Regions from separate parts of the Zea mays genome. Here region 2 is linked to region 1. A link is a contact called in public Hi-C data. All regions are on one chromosome and are shown on one strand. Each heading gives the region's core, a stretch centred on a gene start, on an enhancer-like site or on the middle of the called end of the contact. The rest is flanking DNA. Distances are from core to core; before and after follow the strand shown. Region 1 holds the start of LOC100284692 (HD domain containing protein). Region 2 holds the start of LOC100275493 (carbonic anhydrase).

What was found. Hi-C and Micro-C count contacts between places; a contact is called where the count stands out from the background.
Region 2: a Hi-C map of tassel shows a contact between it and region 1, with 2.9 times the contacts expected there. The contact joins the promoter of LOC100275493 here to the promoter of LOC100284692 in region 1. A contact is called at or near these places in 4 of 25 Hi-C or Micro-C datasets (bundle sheath, ear, endosperm and 1 more).

The regions. Positions count from the first base shown.
Region 1 is chr3:220,739,876-220,743,254 of Zm-B73-REFERENCE-NAM-5.0, forward strand. LOC100284692 (HD domain containing protein) reads right to left here and starts at 2,083. Exons shown (of 8, transcript NM_001157587.2): 1 at 1,645-2,083; 2 at 1,264-1,388; 3 at 1,123-1,160; 4 at 831-941; 5 at 657-736. The coding sequence starts at 1,908.
Region 2 is chr3:220,993,347-220,996,867 of Zm-B73-REFERENCE-NAM-5.0, forward strand. LOC100275493 (carbonic anhydrase) reads right to left here and starts at 1,563. Exons shown (of 14, transcript NM_001153360.2): 1 at 1,399-1,563.

The sequences.
Region 1 (3,379 bases), core at 833-3,332:
CGCCTAGGCGCGGTAGGCGTCTGGGCGACGCCTTTCTCCCCCCTGGGCGATGCCTAACCTAGGGTTTGTTGGCGCTGGATTTTGGCGCCCGATGCGCTAGCTTTGGCGGGCGTTGCCCCTGTAAATTGGCGCGTGTTCCCCTTGTGCGCGGCTGCTCCTCCCCTTGCGCGCGCGGCTCTTCCTGTGCGCGCGGCTGCTCCTCCCTGCGTGCCCTGTGCTCGCCGCTCGCGGCTGCTGCTCGCCTGCTCGCGGCTGCTGCTCGCTGGGCGCGCGGCTGGCTGGCTGCTCCCCCTCCCTGGGCGCCCCTCACTGGTAGATTGGTAGACTGGTAGGTCCTCCTCCCCTGCTTTCTCTCAGGTGTCAAGACTCAAGAATGATGTTCCTCCTCCCCTGCTTTCCCTGCCCCCTGTAACAGCTGTTTGGTTGCTTGGTATTTGACTAGTAAGGCGTCGCCTAGGCGTTCAGGCGGTGGCTGAGCGCCTAGTTCCGCCTAGCCGCCTTTAAAACCATGTAATCTACCAAGATTGGTAAATCTGACGGATCTGCTAAGTAAAAAAAAACATATACATAGCTACAACTAGCAGTCATGATGATCAGACACTGGAAAGACAAATAACAATAATAAAAGAACATTATAGAAACAATTGCCTTCTTACTTTATCAAAATCTTTTACAAGATTGGCTTCAATAGAAGAATTGTTCTCATATTCTTCCCACAACTCTTTAATCTCATCAGCTGCAAAACAAAAGTATTATAGATAAATAGTTCGTCTTTTGGTGTTGGAAGTTTCTACATGATCTGACATTTAAGATAGAAAATGTGCACCCACCAGCTGGCCCACCACCAAGAACTTGGCACATTTCATCTAGTGCTGCTTGTTCGCGCCGGCTTTTTTCAGCCTTAGGTATACCATCCGATGGGGTAATGTCACCAACAATAGCTATTAAACAAAGAATTTTAAATATTTGACTAATTTACTAAAGGGATTTGTGGATGAAATAAGCATTTAAGCTAATAAAGTATTCGCAGGTGAAGTGTAGTTTTCATGATCAGATAAGTGCATTGGACATACAAGACACCAACAATTTGTGTACTGCATGGCACACATGACCTTGACCTACCTTCTGCAATGTCATGCACAATAGCAATTTTGATACACCTGATTAAAGAATGATGGTCAACACCAAGCAGAAAACTAAGATATGACAAAGGCTAAAGCATAACGAAACAATAAAGCGAAAGATTAATTTGAAGAGATGGACCTTTCTCGATCCACAGCAGGCAGATCACCAGCAATCAGAGCCATCAAGGCCATTCGGTACATGTGATCAGCAATGGACTCAGGGCCCTTGATGCTATGGTTTATCCATCCTTTCCTTTTGGTGGTCTAAAGAATAAACAAAAGGAATAGGCACCAGAATCATGTGATATGATGGACCTAAGCATCAAAGAAATTAGGGGCATGAATGAATTGATCCAAATCATTGCACATGCACAAGGCGGTGCAGCCACTTTTACTTTCTGTGTGCACTTTAGAATTTCTTACAAATATTGTGAGCATCTCCGGTGTGACCCTAGCGGCCTTGGAACAACATATCAGGGGACGACTGATTAGTACGAGCATGATTAGTAGTATCTTGTACCTTGAGGCGGTGACACAGGGTGAGGAAATCGATGGCCGAGGCGGCCGACGACGGCACTGAGGTCGGTGCCACGGTCGCGGCGTCCTCCGGCGGTGGCGGCCGCCTGGGAACGGGCGATCCGCCAGGTACAGGTCCCCCAGAGACGGCGGTGACGACCAGGGCGAGGCGGCGCGGCGTGCGCTCGACGGGGAGGATGCGCTGCGGGGTGCGGCGCAGGAGGCCACGCGCCGCGGGTTGGGAGGGAAACCGCGAGCTCACCGCCATGGTGAGAGCTCCGGTAGACGGTGAGAGCTAGGCTCTGGATCGGAAAGGTCAGAGATCAACGGCGGCGGCTCTGCGCCTCTCTTTGCTTTTGGGGAACAGGCGGACACCAGACGGCGGACAGGCTGGGTGGGCAGGAGCGCGAGAGGCGAGGTGGGACCGTGGGAGTGGGATCGGGTCGGACGCCAGTCTCTGCAGCTTGCACACAGCATCTCTTTTCTCTTGTGAGCATCCGACCGTCGGAACGACCGTACTACCAAACACAGATGAACGACGCCGGCCGGGCTGTGCTAGAGATGGCCAAACGGGCCGCCCGGCCCGGCCCGGCCCGGGCCCGGTGAAACCCGGCCAAAAACCGGGCTGGGTCTGCTGAGCCAGCGGGCTTAATTTTCTGTCCAAGCCCGGCCCGCAGCGGGCCTAAACGGGCCGGGCCGGCCCGTTTAGCACGAAAAAACGGGCCAAAAAAACGGGTTAAACGGGCCGGTAAGCACGTTTTAGTGTAAAAAACGGGCTTGACGGGCTTAGAGGTAAACGGGTCGTGCCGGGCTAGCCCGCCGTGCCTAGTTTCTTGTCAAAGCCCGCCCGCTTATTCTACCGTGTCGGGCTCGGACCGGGCCCAAAAAGCGGGCTTCATGCCGGGCTCATGGGCCTCGTGCTTTTTGGCCATCTATAGTGCTGACTGACTACTGTAACAATATTTATTAAAAAAGCTATAGTTTTACAATATTATAGTTTACTATTGTCATAATAATATCGTAGTTTTGGCAACTCAAAAAACATTGTTTAATATAATATTGTAAACTATGATATTAAACAAAGAAAGCAATGCCATGGAATTTTTTGGACCGGAGTTTCCAATAACTAAAAATATCTTGGTATCTAAAATATCATGTATTTGCAAAACATGTTTTTATGAACATAACCAAATAGCTTATGACATAAAATATTACGATATTACTCAAAACATAGTATTGCATAAAAAATCTAGAAATACTTCACTCCATAGGTCCTAGAAGATTTCAGTCACATGATTGGTGCATAAAAAATGTTTAGTAGTATAAATTCACGTATAGTTCTATCAATTCATATTTATTTGTATAAATTCATGTTTAATTGTATAAATTCGTGTATAATTCTATAAATTCATATTTATTCGTATAAATTTTTAATTCTATGAATTCATATTTATTTGTATCAATCCATGTTTAATTCTATACATTAACGTATAATTTCATAAATTTATGTTTATTTGTATAAATTCATGTATAGTTCTATAAATACGTGTTTGTTTGTATAAATTTATGTTTAATTATATACATTTATGTTTAATTAAATAAATCCATGTTTTTTAAAAATATGTTTTTATAATTTATGTTTGATTCTAAAATTCATGATGTGTATTGCTACGGTTTCCATGTTCTGCGGTTTCTATATATCACATATTCTAAAAAATATGTGTTCTATTGGTTAGCAG
Region 2 (3,521 bases), core at 313-2,812, 250 kb after region 1:
CTTACTGGAGCTCATCCAATCATCAATCAACCAGCCAACACGAAATAAAGCCCATCCCCTCTGATTCAGTATGCAGAGGCAAATTTTTTGTTCCTCCAAAAAAGAATGCAGAAGAACTTCCTTTTTTTTCTCCCCCCTCAAAAATCTCTCTGTTAGGACTAGTTTGATAATTACATCTTTTTCAAAAGATTCTTATTTTCAAAAAAAAATGAACTAATTTACCTTAGGAAAATGAAAATCTCGTGGGAAAACGAGGTTCCCAAACTAGCACTTAGATATAGTTCCTTATTGCTATCTAAAAGACTTCGTCGTCCGACGGTGAAACAAAGCAAAATAACGCGACGCAGGAAATCATGGGAAGTTACACATGCATACATAGAAAGGTTAAACTGACGTCGATGGCCACTAGTAGTGGCGCCTTTTATTTGATGGTCGTCGGTTATTCAACTGCCTGGATATATATGCGTCATGGATCAAACGGAACTCAAAAGCCAAAAGACGCGGACGATTATTAGCTATCACTACACATGTCCATGACCCCACTGCATAAACTGGTCTTATCGCTTTAGGAAAAAGCCAGCCATATACTTTATTTCACGCGCGCTCGACGTCACTACTCCTCTTTCATTCAACTCGAGACTTTTTTTTTCTGGGTGGAATTCTGTTATACTGAAAGGATATATACGTAGTAGTTGCCTTCAAACTAGCACTATCGTTGGCCGTCATCTTTTTGGAAACACCTCCCTTCGGGAATATTCTATTGGAGATGGCTGACATGCGTATGTCGTCGGTAGCTACTAGCTGATGGGAAAATGATCTAAATTACTATCATCATCACTAGCTATTCCCTCCGTCAGAAATAGATGCATTATATATAGATCTAACGTATATATCAAACTGCCTTGAATTTGATTATAGATTTGACAGAAAGAATTAATTCAAACAAAAATTTATGTACAGTGTAGTGTGCCATATTTACGTACCATGAAATATATTTTTGATAGTACGCCTGTTTTGATGTTATATAAATGATATATAGCTAAATTTAAGGGAATTTAAGATGAAGCTAAGAGTGGCGTCTTCTTGGGATGTGCATTATACTTATATTACAGTCGGATTTTGATTGGGTTTCCAGAATATCCTGCATGCTTGGTCGTGTCCTCCTAGATAATGGGAGCAAGGACTTTTGGTTGCATGAGTGCATTTCGTGCCCAAAACAGCAAGGTCGTCAGTAGTGCCGACTAGTCAGTACTTGGTTATTAGAGCTGGATGAAGCGAAGGCGTACGTGGATAGAATATATAGAAACGAGGACATGCATGCTGTACAGTGCATGATGTGCTCGCTGTGCAGTGAGCCATGCATGCATTAATTGTCGTACTCCGTACGCACGTACGTACCACGACGGTGGCGGGGGCGGCGAAGACGGGGGCGTTCCGGATGAGCCTGGGCCTGGGGCGGCCGGAGCCGGAGCCGGAGGAGGAGGACGGCGCGGGGGTGGCGAGGCTGGCGACGATGCTGGATGTGGTGGCGCGGACGGGCAATGTGTACATTGATCGTGCGAGTGCCGCTTATCGTGCCCCCTGTACGCGCTGCCTCCTTATACACACGGGGCGCACGCGTGGCGACAAGGCCGTTACAGCCCCGCGGGCCGGGGGTGCGCATGTGTGGCGGCGGCGGTCCGCGAGCGCGGCGGCGTCGTGCGGCTCGCCTGCGCCGGTGGATGCGGGCCACTCGGCGCCTCATCCGCCAGCGCGCCACTCGCTGCCCTCCCCTCCCCCCCTCGCGCGCGAGATGGAACAGGACAGGACAGGACAGGGCTCGGGATAACGCGCGGCGGCACCGTGTGGCCGACGGGCGCGCGCCGGATGCACATCCGCGCGCGTCCTGGTCTGGACCACACGGGCGCGCGCGCGCGGCCGGGGGCAGGGGAAGCGGGAAATGATGAAACGCGCGGCGTCGGAGAAACGCTAGCTGGCCTGTGCGTGTCGCGCTCTCTCGCCGGATCACCGCCGTATCTAGTGGAGGTGCAGTTTGTGTGGACGCGATGCTACTGCGGCGAGGGAGCGTTGGCACCTTGCGTGCGGTGGCACAGGAGATGTGGACATGGAAGGAGAACGCGAGCAGAAGAAAACGAGGGGGCTTGCCTGCCGTAACGCCCAGACAAGGGCGGAGAAAGCGAGCTGTGTAGACTGTTGTTCTTGGCTACGAGAGAGACGTGCTTACTCTACTGCGCGTGTAATCTGTGATGCCAGCCCGGTGGTAAAAGAAAAGAAAAGAAAAAGGATTCTGAATCCTCTTTGCGGCATCACCGTTGCCCCGGCCTCATCTGCGGTCTCCCTGACCCTGCTATGGACTGGTGGTTGGCACTTGGCATGCAATGCAGGGACGCCGAGCGTTACAGACACAGTTGGGTGGGCCGTGGGCCTGCCAGCGATCAGGTGCTCCTTTTTTTTTTTCTTTAGCAGGAAAAGAACAGGGCGCTCTGCCATTGCACGCGAAAAGGCTACAGCAAAGTTTACACGGCGCCACGGCGGTTTAAAGAGTTCCCAGAAAAACAGAAAACAAAAGGAGGGGCAAAAAACTTAAAAACGGAGATGAAAAGGCTGCACCACAGTTGCCGTCAGCACTTTGGCTTTGCGCACAGATTAGTTATCTCTATGGTGTGGCTCTATATAGTAGAAAGTCTTGTTGAATTAAACCTGCTACCTGTGCTGCGTTTTGTTGTCAAAAGTTCTAGGCATCATTCATCATCACGTTGGGTGCAAGATGTGGCTGCCGTCGTTTGTTGATCACCGGGGAGGATGGTTCGGTGGTGCTGTCAGATCTAACGCATGGTTGGTCACTGGGCCAGCAGTGCCCAGTGGCAACTGGCAAGGCAGCACGTACACGAGGTGGACTTGGAGGTTGAGAGTTGAGACGCGTCGTCGAAATGCTAGCTCTGCTAGTCTCTGGTTCAGGATCGATAATAATAAGCTTCCGAGTGAAGAGGAAACTGTGTGCCAACACTGTTATGAATTCAGCCCATGGGCTGGTTGGGCAACCAAAAGCCTCGGAGGCCTGCTGACATGGGCGGGGCCAGGCCGTTAGGCGTTAGCCTATGCGCAGATTGGCTGGCTGCTCATGTACAAAGTGTCCCCCAGTGGGGTAACTGGGTACTGGGCTAATTGAGCTTGAAATGTCGTTCGAAAACCTGGTTTTCAAACAACAGAACAAGTGAGGGGTGGTATAGAATTGTGAAGCTTCTGGATCCAGGCTGCAGCGCCCCAGAGCTGACATGTCTCACTGGAATATGCAATATAGTTTAAACATATATATACCACTCTTGACAGAGTTGTGAGAGAGAAGTGGATGAACTCACCTTTCTCCGATGCCCGCCGTATTCATCCTGACTTGTTCGGTTACAAAGAATCCATTTGGGATGCTGTATAATTTGTACGGAGTATAATATTTAATCATCTGGAACCGTCCCAGCTGCTCCATTCCATCCAAGCTTGGCTGATGCATGCGTGGCTAGCTGCTC